2 separate regions of the Sus scrofa genome follow, and region 1 is linked to region 2. The links are chromatin contacts, called in public HiChIP or PLAC-seq maps. All regions are on one chromosome and are shown on one strand. Each heading gives the region's core, a stretch centred on a gene start, on an enhancer-like site or on the middle of the called end of the contact. The rest is flanking DNA. Distances are from core to core; before and after follow the strand shown. Region 1 holds the start of DOPEY1 (protein dopey-1). Region 2 holds the start of RWDD2A (RWD domain-containing protein 2A).

The links. HiChIP or PLAC-seq counts read pairs in DNA pulled down with a chosen protein or histone mark.
Region 1: a contact with region 2 is called in an H3K27ac HiChIP or PLAC-seq map of skeletal muscle. The contact joins the promoter of DOPEY1 here to the promoter of RWDD2A in region 2. A contact is called at or near these places in 1 of 5 promoter capture datasets (fetal liver), 6 of 47 Hi-C or Micro-C datasets (heart right ventricle, liver, psoas muscle and 2 more) and 2 of 2 datasets of contacts at active chromatin or transcription factors (alveolar macrophages and skeletal muscle).

What each region holds. Positions count from the first base shown.
Region 1 is chr1:83,134,086-83,141,161 of Sscrofa11.1, reverse strand. It overlaps DOPEY1 (protein dopey-1), which reads left to right and starts at 3,721. Exons shown (of 37, transcript XM_021091876.1): 1 at 3,721-3,873. It overlaps UBE3D (E3 ubiquitin-protein ligase E3D), which reads right to left and starts at 683. Exons shown (of 10, transcript XM_021091912.1): 1 at 260-683. The coding sequence starts at 336.
Region 2 is chr1:83,000,707-83,007,209 of Sscrofa11.1, reverse strand. RWDD2A (RWD domain-containing protein 2A) reads left to right here and starts at 3,627. Exons shown (of 3, transcript XM_013992798.2): 1 at 3,627-3,739; 2 at 4,695-5,038; 3 at 6,017-6,503. The coding sequence starts at 4,838. PGM3 (phosphoacetylglucosamine mutase) reads right to left here and starts at 3,588. Exons shown (of 14, transcript XM_001924419.5): 1 at 3,474-3,588; 2 at 1,180-1,393. The coding sequence starts at 1,383.

The DNA.
Region 1 (7,076 bases), core at 2,472-4,971, 130 kb before region 2:
AGGTCTGGTGTGGGACCGAGACAAGGCATTGCTAAAAAGCTCCCAGGTGATTCAAGATTGCCAGTGGAGGTGGCGGAGGTGGGGGGTAGGGGAATGAGGGCGCAGGGATGAGGTACTCGGCTTTGAGTATCCCAGAAGCTCAAAGCATCTGGAGAAACAAACTCAAAATTCCATCCTTCCGAGGGAGGCGGAGCCTGCCCGGCAGCAGAAAGGCGTGCCCCGCTGCGTTGGGGAGCCCACACGCCACAGCCCGCCTTACCCCAGGATCAGCAGCGCGCTCTGCAGCTGTCTCCGCACCTCCAGGAACACACGCACTTGCGCCCCAGCCGCCGCCATTGCGGGCGACCAGGGCCCGGGGTTCGCAGCGGCAACACGTGCAGCCCGAGCTGGAGCTGCGGCGGCAGCGGAGGTGCCGGCGTCGTGGATCCGGAGCTCGGCTGCTCGACTACTCGCCAGCCCACAGCGCCACCAGACGGGCGGAGAGTGCGCCGCCTCGAGACTGGTTCTGGCGGTCACCGGCAGTTTCTGATCCGAGCTTGGGGGCTGATCTCTGAGAAACGTGGGCAGAAGAGCAGAACTACCCTCCCACTCTGTTTCTTAAGGGCGCCACCCGGTGCGTCAGGCTCCCTGGATATGACCTTCAGAGTAAGATCCCAAGTACTCTCCCTTGGCTAGTGCGGGTAGGGATGAGGCTGGACGAGAGGGAGATGATAGGCGGGCACTGTCATCAGGACTAAGACCCATCCCACACACACTTTATCTTGGCTTTGTTGTTATTTTTAATGGACTACAGCCTTTTTCTTTAATGAACGCTGGTCGGTCGTATTTTAGTTCTCTTCTGAGGCAACAGATGTCCAGAATTGACTTGGCATTGCTTCTAAATTTAGGCTGGATCGCTCCAAAATGGAAACGGTTGCAAAAATGTGAGATGTTTCCTGTTATCTCTGCTGTTATATCCAGTATCATGAAGCACAGGATTATGCATGTCTATAACCTTTGAAAAGAGGAAGATGAGAATGATTCCACATGTACATTTTCACTATTCACTTTTGCAAAGGTAAAAATTGACTCAGGGGAGTTGTAATTTATTTCATTGCTATTAGAAAATGATTTTGGAAAGTTTCACCCACTGAAGAAAAGGATCTAGTATAAAGTAAATAGTTATCATGGGAAAATATTAAAATATAAGGCTACAGTAGAATTATAATACGAATATATTTTTTAGAGCAAGAGGCTTTAAAAGAAAAACAATGTTCACTTGTATGCGGAAAAATCATGTTTATTGATGTTCTACTTTATCATTTTAAGGTTGTAATTACCACACACTAAACATATTAATTTCAAGATTTTCTAGGAGTTCCTGTCCTGGCTCAGTGGTTAACAAACCCAACTAGAATTCATGAGGATGCTGGTTCAATTCCTGGCCTTGCTCAGTGGGTTAAGGATCTAGTGTTGCCCTGAGCTGTGGTGTAGGTGGTAGACACCACATAGATCCCCTGTTGCTGCAGCTCTGATTTGACCCCTAGCCTGGGAACCTCCATATGCTGCCCAGTGCAGCCCTAAAACAACAAACAAAAAAAGATTTCCAAATGAAAATAAAGCCATGTCCCTCGAGGGGTACTAGATTAAGACAATTTTTCTAAAATATTTATATGGAGTTTTTAAAGCTCATTTTGTTTCACAAAATCCTACATCCATCAGAATTCAAATTCATGGATGGAGGTAACAACCCAATTAAAAGAATTAAATTTACTGGTATTTCATCACAACAATGGTGATGAAGGGTAGTGTTTTTTTGTTTTGTTTCTTTGTTTTTTGGGGGCTACACCCACAGCATATGGAAGTTACCAAGCCAGGGATTGAATGCAAGTCACAGCTGCAACCTACCCCACAGCAGTGGCAACCCTGGATTCTTTAACCCACTGTATTGGGCCGGGGATCAAACCTGAGCCCAGGCAGTAGGATTCTTAACCCACTGTGCCACAATAGGAACTCCAGGGCGATGGGTTTTTTTTTGTTGTTTTGTTTTGTTTTGTTTTTTGCTTGTTACGGCTGCATCTGGATCATATGGAAGCTCCCAGGCTAGGGGTCGAATCAGACCTACAGCTGCTGGCCTATGCCACAGCAACTTGGGATACAGCCGAGTCTTCGACCTATACCACAGCTCAAGGCAACGCCGGATCCTTGACCCACTGAGCATGGTCAGGGATCGAATCTGCATCACCATGGATCCTAGTCAGGTTCATTAACCGCTGAGCCACAAAGGGAACTCCCTCCAGGGTGATTTTTTTTTTTTTTTTTTTGTCTTTTTTGCCTTTTTTTCTAGGGCCACATCTGAGTCATGTGGAGGTTCCCAGGGTAGGTAGGGGTCTAATCAGAGCTGAAGCGCTGGCCTGCGCCAGAGCCACAGCAACTTGGGATCTCTGCCACGTCTGCACCTACACCACAGCCCACAGCAACGCTGGATCCTTAACCCACTGAGCAAGGCCAAGGATCAAACCTGCAACCTCATGGTTCCTTGTCAGATGTGTTACCACTGAGCCATGACGGAAACACCCCAGGGTGATGGTTTTGATGAAAGAAATTTTCCCATAGTAAGATACGGGGAAGTCATTCTGGCTTAAACATGATTTGACCTGAACTTAAGGTTAACCAATAGAGCCTATTCGTGGTCTATTAAATAAACATTGTACATCTGCCTTAACCATAAAGAAAATAATGCATTAAAAAAATAACAATGGCATAACTGTGGTTCAGGCATTCAAATGGAGCCAGGTGGCCATCGTGGATATGGCTTCAGACACATTCCTGTATCACTAAGAATCTGAATTTTCTAAACTATATCACTCAGACTCAAGGACACCCTCAGCCTTTCTCAAAACAACATCTGCTAGCAGCTGTCAGCTGCAACCTTATAGTCTCAAGGCCTCCCCTTATAAGTATACAATTTCAGAGCTGGACCAATCCTTATTTAACAAGGACCCTTCCTTTCTGCCAGCTCTAATCTTAATTCTTGACGAATAATTTACGTGACTTTGTGTCTTTTGCTGTTATAAGCCTCCAGCATTCTGTAGTCTGGTGGAACACAATTCAAATACATCTTCAGTCTGTGTCTCCCAGGCTATAGTCCTCAATTTGGCTTAAATAAAACTCTTTTCTATCCCTGTCATATATTAGTTTATTGATTATTTCCCTCCACAATGTCAACTCTGCATATCTCCCACCATTAACATCAAAGATTTTAGGTATTTAAATGCTGCCACATTATGTTGAAACATGTAACATTCTTAACACAGGATACCGTACATATTGATGTTTGTTTTTAAGGATTGTTATATTTTATATTTAGTCACACATTCTCAAGAAAAATCTATGATTTTTTGACCCGACATTTTAGGTGAAAGGAGGCAATCCTCCATGGAACTACATGATTTGGGGTTCTAGAATCAAAATAAGTTCCTAATATGATAACAACTATCTATCTCCTAACTTCGAAAGTCTTCTAACTTCTCTGGGCTTAGAATTAGTTAAGCAAAAAAAGCTGTTTTCGATTCCTAGCATCACGCGGAATTGGGATTGGCGCGGGCTGGCTGAAAATACCTGTTACCTCCCCTTCCATCCCCCTCCCTCAATAGGCGGCAGTGGGCCGCTTCCCCAACAGTCCGCCTGAGGGCGCTGTGGCGACAGCCAGCGCCGGGAGGCGAAGAACCGACCGGGGGCGGGGACGAAGGGCCGCGGACGTCGACGCCGGCGTGGGCGCGGGCGCGGTGTACGCTGGGAGCTGTCACTAGGCCCTCCGGCTCCCGGCCTCCGTGTCGCTGCCGCGGTTGCCAGGAGAGCGGCGCCGGCAGGGAGCGGTCGAGCCCGAGGAAGGTAACAGCGTCCCCGCCCCCAGCGCGGTCGCGAGGCCGGCCGGCCGCCCCTAGTGGCCCCCTCGGCCCGGCTCGTTCCGGAGCCGCCGGGACGCCCCGCGGGCGGGCAGGTGTAGTGTCGGGGGTTTGGCGCCCCGGCCCCGCCTGGAGCTGCGAAGCCGGCCGGACGCCCTCCGGTTGCCGTGGGAGCGGTAGCTACGCGGGGCCCGCGGCCGAGCTCGGGCGGGGGGCGCAGCGGCGGTCAGGGCCCGGCGGCCGGAGGCGGGGCCAGGGCGTCGGGTGGCCAGGCCGAGACTCCTGCTCAGGGGCCGCGCGGTGCGCGGGGTTGGGGTGGCCGTCGCACCTGTGCGCGGAAAGCGCGCGGAGTCCCTTCTTTGTTGGGCGAATTGAGGCGTCGCGCGGTCTCTTCCATCTGGGGGGTTCTTTTAATATTAAGAGGACGCGCGAATGGTCTCCCTCGTTAAGGTTCCGTGGGAGGTGGGAAAAGAGTGTAGAAGTTTAATCGAGGAAGTCCGATTAGTCACCAGGAAGTTGTTAACTAAGCTCACCTTTGATTCCCAAGCCTTTTGAAGTTGCAACATAACAATAGTCACTTGTTTGGTCTCCATCCTTCTCACTTACCCTGAGGGAAGGGACGAAGTGGCACAAGGCTACTTTTTGAGCTAAGTAAATACTGTTTTGGTTATTCTTAGACTTTCTTAGAGTTCTATGAAGTTTAAGAACTATGAAGATTGGAAAAAATCTGATTTGGAGATCGTAGTTAAAGCAATCAAAACATTGGGGGGGGGAAATTACAAAAAAAGATACCAAACTGTTTGCCCCATACGTAAGTCATGACGCATCGAAGGACAAAAATTCTCCAAGTTCAGTGCTGTTGCCTGTCTTGATGTAGACATAAGATCTTGCATTTTACTGTGGATATTTGCTGTTTTTTGTTTTTTTGTGCTAAGCATCACTCCACCTGATAACAGTGATTTAGTTGAGCTGACAGAAGTTATAGCAAGAGTAAATTAAAACCACTTGTAAGACAAATGCTTTATTTTAAAATGATCACTTTCAAGCATTCTGAAGTAAATCGTTCCTCAGAATTACTTTTTTTTTTTCTTTTTACTGCCACACCTGTGGCATATGGATGTTCTCAGGCTAGGGACCAAATCGGAGCTGCAGCTGAGGCCTAAGCCACGGCCATGGCAACACCAGATCCAAGCCACATCTGTGACCTATACCCTTGTGGCAAGGCATGTCCCTTAACCCACTGATGGAGGCTGGGGATTGAACCTGCATCCTCACGGACACTATGTCAGGTTCTTGATAGACTGAGCCATAACAGAAACTCCCAGAATTACTTAACATTAGCAGATCTCCAGGTGTTTCTGATTATTAAGAACCAGCGACTTGAAGAATTAAAAACGTCTAATACACAAACCAGAAAACTTGACACCATAGCCAAAATGTTAAATGTAAATGTTAATTCAAAATTTGACTATATACAGTCAAAGGCGTCCTATTTAATAGTTAAACTAGTGGAAGGAACTCTGGCCTAGGAATGAGAGGTTTATCTGGCTGACCAGGTGTGATCTCTCTAGGCATCAGTTTTGTCATGTATTGAAGAGAATTTCCTAAGATCAGAGATTTACAAACTGATGTTTGCCTTGAACAGTGTTCTGAATCCATTAGTAGGCTTATTTCCTCAAAAGAGTGTTCATGGCCAATAATTTGGAGGCACATTGGGTTACATTAGATTTAACTTTTGGCTAGCTTTTAACTATAAGACTTCTTAAAACCTTTACTGCTGTTAATATGCATGTAAACTTGCAGATTGTAAGCTTCCAGAGAGCAAATTTTCTAATGGCCAACATGTTAACATCTTCTAGGGTATAATTACATTGAATACCTATTTGAAAATTAATTGTAATTGAGCTGAGTCCCCTTTCATCTCTCTAAAATTCCTTGAATTATGTTCTTTGATGGCTTCCAGTTTAAGCTTTCTGGAGCATGAAAATCTAGTGGCAACTCACTGGTAAAACAAAAGGCTTATATTTTTCTTGGTAAGGTATTAAGGATTCACAAAGGTTTCTGTGAGCCTTAATGCTTTAATTTATGGCAGAGGAGTATCTTTTTCTAGTCTCTTTCTCTCTCTCTTTTTTTAAGGGTCTCAACCACGCCATATGGAGGTTCCCAGGCTAGGGGTCAAATTGAAGCTGTAGCCGCCAGCCTACACCACAGCTCACAGCAACATCGGATCCTTAACCCACTCAGCAAGGCCAGGGATCAAACCCACATCCTCATGGATAGTAGTCAGGTTCATTAACCACTGAACCACTATGGGAGCTCCTCTTTTTCTAGTCTCTTTTCTATAATTGTAATTAAGTCATGTTTGAAATTTAATTTTATGGTCAAGCTATTGATTTTATGATTTTATTAAGAATGGCATTATAAAGTTCCAGGTAAAGACTTCTTGATAATGGCATTGTTTTTATGAATGATTCGCCTTTCTAGTCATGAATTCTTAAACTATGAAATGTGATAAAAACCACTTGAAAGGTACTTCAATAATTGATAACTGATTTTAAGAGCTTAGGTCACTGAAATGAGTTAAGGGTTATATGTGAATTATAAAGCAGTTATTTCTAAATGGTATTCGACACTTAGATCCTGTTTGTAAGCAATCTCAAATCATTGTCACCATCACACAATCAGTGTGGCTCTGTCTTTCTAGTCTTTGTTACCTCGTTAGGGGTGGGCACTGTTAAAGTGCTTCTTTGTTTGAAGGGAACAGTACATTTAATTTTAATAGCTAAACCTTAATTCAGTTAAGTTTTCTCCCTGAAGTGAAACTCTTAAGTAGAAAGATGGACCTGCCATTTTTGTGTAACAGCTAACAGTTTTTATTGAACATTTGTTGTGTGAAAGCCAATACTTTTGACACCTTTGTCTTTGAATTTGTGTTTTCTTTTTCTTTCTTGTGTTCACCTACCCCCTCCTCCCCGCACCCACCAGCCATCCAAGCCTAAAACCTCAATGACTTTTCATTGCATGGGTCAAAGATACCATCTAACATTTACCCCAGGGGGAAATTTACATGTAACAGTGTGCACTTATTTTGTGTACCTTATATGCACACCCATGTCACCACCACTACAACCAGGCTTTAGAGCCTGTCAACACTCAGTCCTGTATTGTTAGGATTCTGTTCTCTTTGAA
Region 2 (6,503 bases), core at 2,378-4,877:
TTGGTGCTGGTATTAAAACATCAAATCTACTTGAGTCTTAAACCCACAGCCACTGTGCCACACATGCCAGCTGTATTCCAGGGCTGTTACCTCTGCTTTGGCCGGCAACTAACTGATCAGGTACAAGTGTGGCAGAACCAGGGCCCTGGGGATCCTTTTGCTCTGGCTGTACTCTGAGAACACACTGGCCATCGTGTTAGCCAGTGGGTGTTCAGCCAGTGGGTGTGGCACAGAAGCTGAGAAGAGGCACCTCCATTCTGGGCAGCTCAAATTTCTGGAAAGATATAAAGTGTGGTTCAGAGTAAATGTCAACAGCTAGCTAAGAATTGTTTTGAGAAGTGCTTCTGGAACTCACAATGAATTTGGGGTTCTGCCTACAAGTCATTAAGCAATTATGGAGATGTAGACACACACAATCACAGTGATCCACGTTCAAACTGAATAAGCAACGTCCTTTTGTTTCAGGGTTGGGGTGGAGAGGAGGTTACAATCCTTCACTAACACACATAAAAACTGCTGCTGATTTAGCTACGAAGGTACAAGTCTCATATCGTAGCAAACACAAGTGTATTATTTAAACCATGTATTAGTGAGTTACAGGCCAGTACAGAATAAGATCAACTGTGTCAAAAGGAACGCTTCAAAGACTTATCAGGAACACTAGAACCATCGGGCCTCATCAATAACCTGCCCAAAGCAGAACCCCATATTTAGGCTGTTCGTTCAGAACAGGAAACCATGCCCCAGCTATAGAAATGTTGTCTGAAAAGTTTCAAAATGAGTTAAATCTTTTCAAATATTTGCCCGTGCCCCTTCCCCTGCTTGTCTCCAAGCTCTTCCAACTTTGCTCAACTAAAAGCAGTAACAGTTTTTATTACTGACGCTGTCTCACTGCAACTACTTGGGAATGACATTCTGTTATTTCTCAATATGGACACACAGCAAAAAAAAAGAAAAAAAAATGACCATCTCATTTCATTCTCTCCACACCCTTTAAACAGTCATGAGCTAAATGACCACTTGTTTAAGGAAGTCATTTCAAAGCCAAAGGCATGTAGCAGTGAGAGGGCATATTCTGAGAACTGGAATCTATTTTGGATCAAAGCGCTCAGACACTATGGTTTGGTCCTGCAAACAAAGGTTTGGTCTTTGCTTTACTGGGGGCACTAAATGCATTACCTCAGGATTGTGTGATGCTGTTACCATGACTCCTATGGTAGACTTTGTCTGCTTTGACCTCAGGACAGCTAATAATCCCATTCGAAACATGACATGATCAAGACGGTCTGCTTTCGTTCGAAATCCAGCGGTCCCATATTGAAGAATGAGTCCATCAGGCTTGGCATGCGATGCTGAGTGCTTGGTAATGGCATCTAAATCCATGTCTACAAAACTAAGGAATATTTTTCAGACATAATAAGAAATCTTTCAAAGACAATTTGCTCCAAAAATTGCCATCCTAGAGTTCTTGTAATGGCTCAGCAGGTTATGGGCCTGGCATTGTCTCTGTGAGGATGCAGGTTGAATCCCTGGCCTCCCTTAGTGGGTTAAGAATGAGGTGTTGCTGTGGCTGTGGCCTCAGATGCAGCTCCAATTCAACCCCTAGCCCAGAACGTTCATGTCATAGGTGGGGCTGTAAAAAGTAAACAAAAAAACAAACAAAAAAACAAACAAACAAAAACCTTGCACCCCAAACTGAGAGATCTGATTCATTCTGAGCCTCCCCAAAGAGGAGAGGCTCTATGTTTTCTCTCTATGTTTGAGAGAAAAGAATGGTAGAAAAAATCCAGGGGGGTTAGCATTACCTGGATCATCCACTTGAGAACAGAAATCACATCGTCCCCAACAATTCCCGGGCCCTAGGCAAACTTAAAATGGTCCATTCCCAACTAAAGCGAAGATTCCTTAACTAGATTCAGAGATTCCTACAAGATCAGGGATCATCTCCTCTTACAAATAGGAAAACTTAATCCTGGGTCTCAGTTAAACAATTTAAATTTTACATGAGGAGCTGCTGACAGACACCTAAGGTCACATTCTCAAGTGGGCTGGGACCGCAGAGCAGACGAAGTACCTGGGAAATCTGTGTACTTCTGCTATTTCTCCCAGGCTACAGAGACCTATTCCCAAAGGAAAAGCAAAGGGCAAAGTCTCCTCTCCAAGACTGCCCTACCTCCTGATACACCTTGCAGTGGATTTTTGTATTTTCATAAGGGAGGATGGAGACACCCTTCTAAATTAAGCTCTGAAACCAGCAACACCTTCCTTTTACCTTTAATTTAGTTTAATTTTTTTGGCCACCCCCACGCCATGAGGAATTTCCCAGGCCAGGGATCCAACCAAGGCCACGGCAGGGACATCACCAGGTCCTTAACCTGATGAATGACACCAGGGAACTCCCACTTTAATTTTGAAAATCAAACATCGGGTTAAGGATCCAGCGTTGCTGTGAGCTGGGGTGTAGGTCGCAGATGCAGCTCAGATCCTGAGCAGCTGTGGCTGTGGCGGAGGCCCGCAGCTGTAACTCCAATTTGACCCCTAGCTTGGGAACTGCTATATGAGGTGGGTGCAGCCTTAAAAAGACAATAAATAAATAAGTAAATAAATAAATAACATCAGCCCTTAGCCCACTACTACTTTCTTCTCTGGGATACTCAGGTTTTAGGTGGAACTTGGGGCTTCCAACCTCAGCTGTATGTACTATCCACTTCCTGGACCTGCCCCATTACCAGTTAGTTCAGGGATGAACAACAGTCCCCATAGCCATCAGCCTAACTATCTTGTTTTCTTTACTTCCCTTCACTACTATTTGGATAAACAAAAGCTAAAGGAAATGGTGAAAATGTTTGCTTTTGTCCAGTTTGGAAAAAGCTGGCATTCAGGAAGTTAATTTTGACCCAGAGTCATTAAATCTACTTCACAAGCCTGAAAACGTTTTATTCAAAACTGACCAGTTAGTCAGTAATGTATCATGTTTATTCAAAAGGGCGTAAACCAGTCCCTTTTCAGCCAGAAAGTCCTTTTTTTTTTTTTTTTTTTTAAGTCAAGATAAAATGTTTCCACCCTTTAAAGCGTTTCAGGTCCTAAAACTACTTTCAAAGACCATTCGAAGGCTTTAAAAAAAGTATTTTCAAATCCAAACTGTTTCCACTCTAAGAAAATCTGAGAACTGCCCCCCTCATTCAATTTTTCCATCCAAACTTCAATACGAGTTTAGTTCCCCTCTCCTCTCGCCCCCACTTTTCCGAGTCAGCTCTGAGACTCCGCCTTGGAGGGGGACGAGCCCCCTGCCCCAGTTCGCTACCCTCGGGCCGGCGCCACCAGCCTGCTCCCGAGCCGCAGCGGTGAGTAGGTGTGTCCCGCGCCGTCCGCGAGCCAGTCCGCCTGCCTGCCCACCATCCTGTCCGTCTACCCAACCCAGGCAGACCAGAGTGTCTCCTTCCCGCCGCCGCCGAGCCTCCGGCCCAGCTCACCTCTGCAGAGAGACGCCCCCTCACCTCCACCACGCGGACCACCTCCCCCGCCGCGGCGCTGGGAATCAGACTGCGGCGCTCCGCACCAGCAGACGTGGCCCTGCGTGGCTTCCGGCCCGTCGCCCCGCCCCTCAGCCAATCACGGCGGGGGAGGGTCCGCTGGCCCCGCCCCCCTCCATGCCAGTCACGCGCGGCTCGCGCCTGCGGAACTGCGGATCCGCGTTCTGAGAGGGCTTGGGGCTGTTGCCTTTGAATGACCAGGAAGGGTGAGGCCCCCGCGGTGGCCCGGGGATTGGGGCCGAGGGTCTCGGGCCTTCAGAGCTATCCGCAACTACGCAGCCCCTGACTCCAAATTTGGGTCTCAGAGGGTGGCAGGCCCAGCTTTCCTGGGAAGCCGGGGTTCTAAGTGGTCCTGGATGGAGGATACCAGCCCCTTTTGGGGCCCCCAACGAGGTGGTCCCGGCCCCAGTGAGCGCCACTCTGCCTCCTTCACGCCCCCCATCCCCTTGCTTCTTGAGATTCATCTCCCAAACGTTTGATTACGGGAAGCCTTCTCGCCACCCCCTTACCATCGCCACCCCCCCCCCGCCCCGCTCCCGCTCCCGCTCCTGCTCCCGCTCCCGCTCCCGCTCCCGCTCGCACGAAACGTCATTTTATTTATTTACCTGTAAGACCCTTCCCACTAAGCTGGACCCCTCGCGGCTGAGGCCAGGTGGATCCAAACCGTCCAGACTCCTGGGATGCCGCCCCGGGCCAGTACAGCTCCCGGGAGAGGCGGAAAGGCCTACGTAGGAGGGGTCTGCGGCGCTAGGGCCCAAGGGCCTCAACTGTCAGTGGAGAGCAACGGGGCCCTCGAGACCCCGGAGCCGGGGAACCCAGAGCTCTGCTCCGTCGGCCCTGCGGGCCTTCCTTGCCGCGGCCAACTCCGCGCAAGCCTGAGACCTGAGTGGGTGGGCTTCGCAATCTGGGCCCCTTGCCTTTCCCAGAATTTGGGCTTGTGGAGCGTCTGCAGGTGGTGTTTACTAACCACCTGCAAAGGAATAATTCGAAACACTTGTTGAACGTCCAGATTCCCGGAACCAGATCGGAAGCAGGGGTTGGGGTAAAAGGAACTGGGAATCCGATTTTTAACGAAGTGTCTTGGGGGGTGCTGTGCTTACTAGATTTGGGGGTCAGGAGTTAAAGCAGAAAAATGTTAAGTGTCTCGGTTTGTGCCCCTAGCTCTCGGTGAGTAATAGCGCCCCTGAAAAGCTGTTTCTGAGGAAAGGGAGCTGCGGGAAATTTCGCTGGGCACCGCTGGACGTTGACAAAGCTGGTGTCTCTGGGCCTTTCCAGTTTTCCTGACAGGTTGATTTTGAGTCAACATGTCCGCTTCAATGAAAGAATGCCTTCAACTTCAGCTGCTGGAGATGGAAATGTTGTTTTCTATGTTTCCTAACCAAGGAGAAGTAAAACTTGAAGATGTAAATGCCCTGACAAATATAAAGAGATATTTGGAGGGCACAAGGGAGGCACTGCCACCAAAAATCGAATTTGTGATTACACTCCAGATCGAGGAGCCCAAGGTAGGTGCCCTGAGTTGTGTTAATTGTTGCCAGGTGCCCAGTTTTTATTGGAAACACTTGGAAGGAGCGCGTCCTGTCCAAGAAGCACATAGAGGATATTCCAGATGGCTTTGTCTTGGATTATTCCTTTACTTGTTTGAAAGCAAAATATGGGATGCCCTGTAAATTGTCTTCAATAAAGATTTTGAATTTTGCATACACATACACACCTTTTAAACAAATATGCTTCATGTTTTTCCTAAACACAGCTTGCAATCTTACACTGCCATTATTATTCTGTTCACTCATCCAGTTTTTTTTTTTTTAACCAACCCAACTATTGTAATGTGGATCGTTTTGTATATATATCACAAATCTAAATGTTACCTTTAGCAAAACTGGCTTTTCAGGAGTGAATGACTATTTTTGGGGAGGCCCCATGACACCAAAAGCAAATATAGAAAGGAAATTTACAGTCTGAAAATGAATTTACCTTCATATTCTGATCCATTTATCTCCAGCAGTAGATAAGTGGATAGCATAGCACAGGTACCAAGGGGACAGGCATTTGAGACCTACTGTGCTAGCTACTTCCTATTCAGCCTTCAGTTATAATGCAGTCCCTCTAGTTACACATTGCTGTGGACCCCTGCACTTGATCATGGCAATGCTTCTCATTGTTGAGATGAAACACTTGGTGAATGTCTGTCTCCATCACTAAGCTCTAGACGTCGTGAAGGGCAGAAATAGTGTCTAGCTTCTTCATGTCTTTATTTCGGCATAGGGTACCTGACACATGGTAGGTATTTGATGCATATTGGTATGAATGAATGAATGCATAAAAGGAATTTATGTATGTAAAAGTGTGCAGTGTCTGGAACATAGCCGACACGTAATAGTAGCACTATCTATTACCTTTATCAAAATCATGCAGTGGCCATTGATAAACTAGCATATGTGATCTTACAGTACTGAAATCTATTTGATTTTCATTTTAAGGTGAAAATTGACTTGCAAGTAACCATGCCTCACAGCTACCCCTATGCAGCACTGCAGCTGTTTGGACGGTCATCTGAACTTGACAGACAACAGCAGCTGCTTCTCAACAAAGGTCTCACTTCTCACATAGGGACCTTTGACCCAGGGGAGCTCTGTGTGTGTGCAGCCATCCAGTGGTTACAAGACAACAGTGCCTCCTACTTCCTGAACAGAAAGCTCGTTTATGAACCGTCTACACAAGCCAAGCCAGTCAAGAACACCTTCCTCCGAATGTGGATCTACAGTCACCACATATATCAGCAGGACCTAAGGAAGAAGATTTTGGATGTTGGGAAAAGGCTAGAGGTGACGGGATTTTGCATGACCGGAAAGCCTGGTATAATCTGCGTGGAGGGCTTCAAAGAGCACTGCGAGGAGTTCTGGCACACAATTAGATACCCCAACTGGAAACACATCTCCTGTAAGCACGCTGAGAGCATGGAGACAG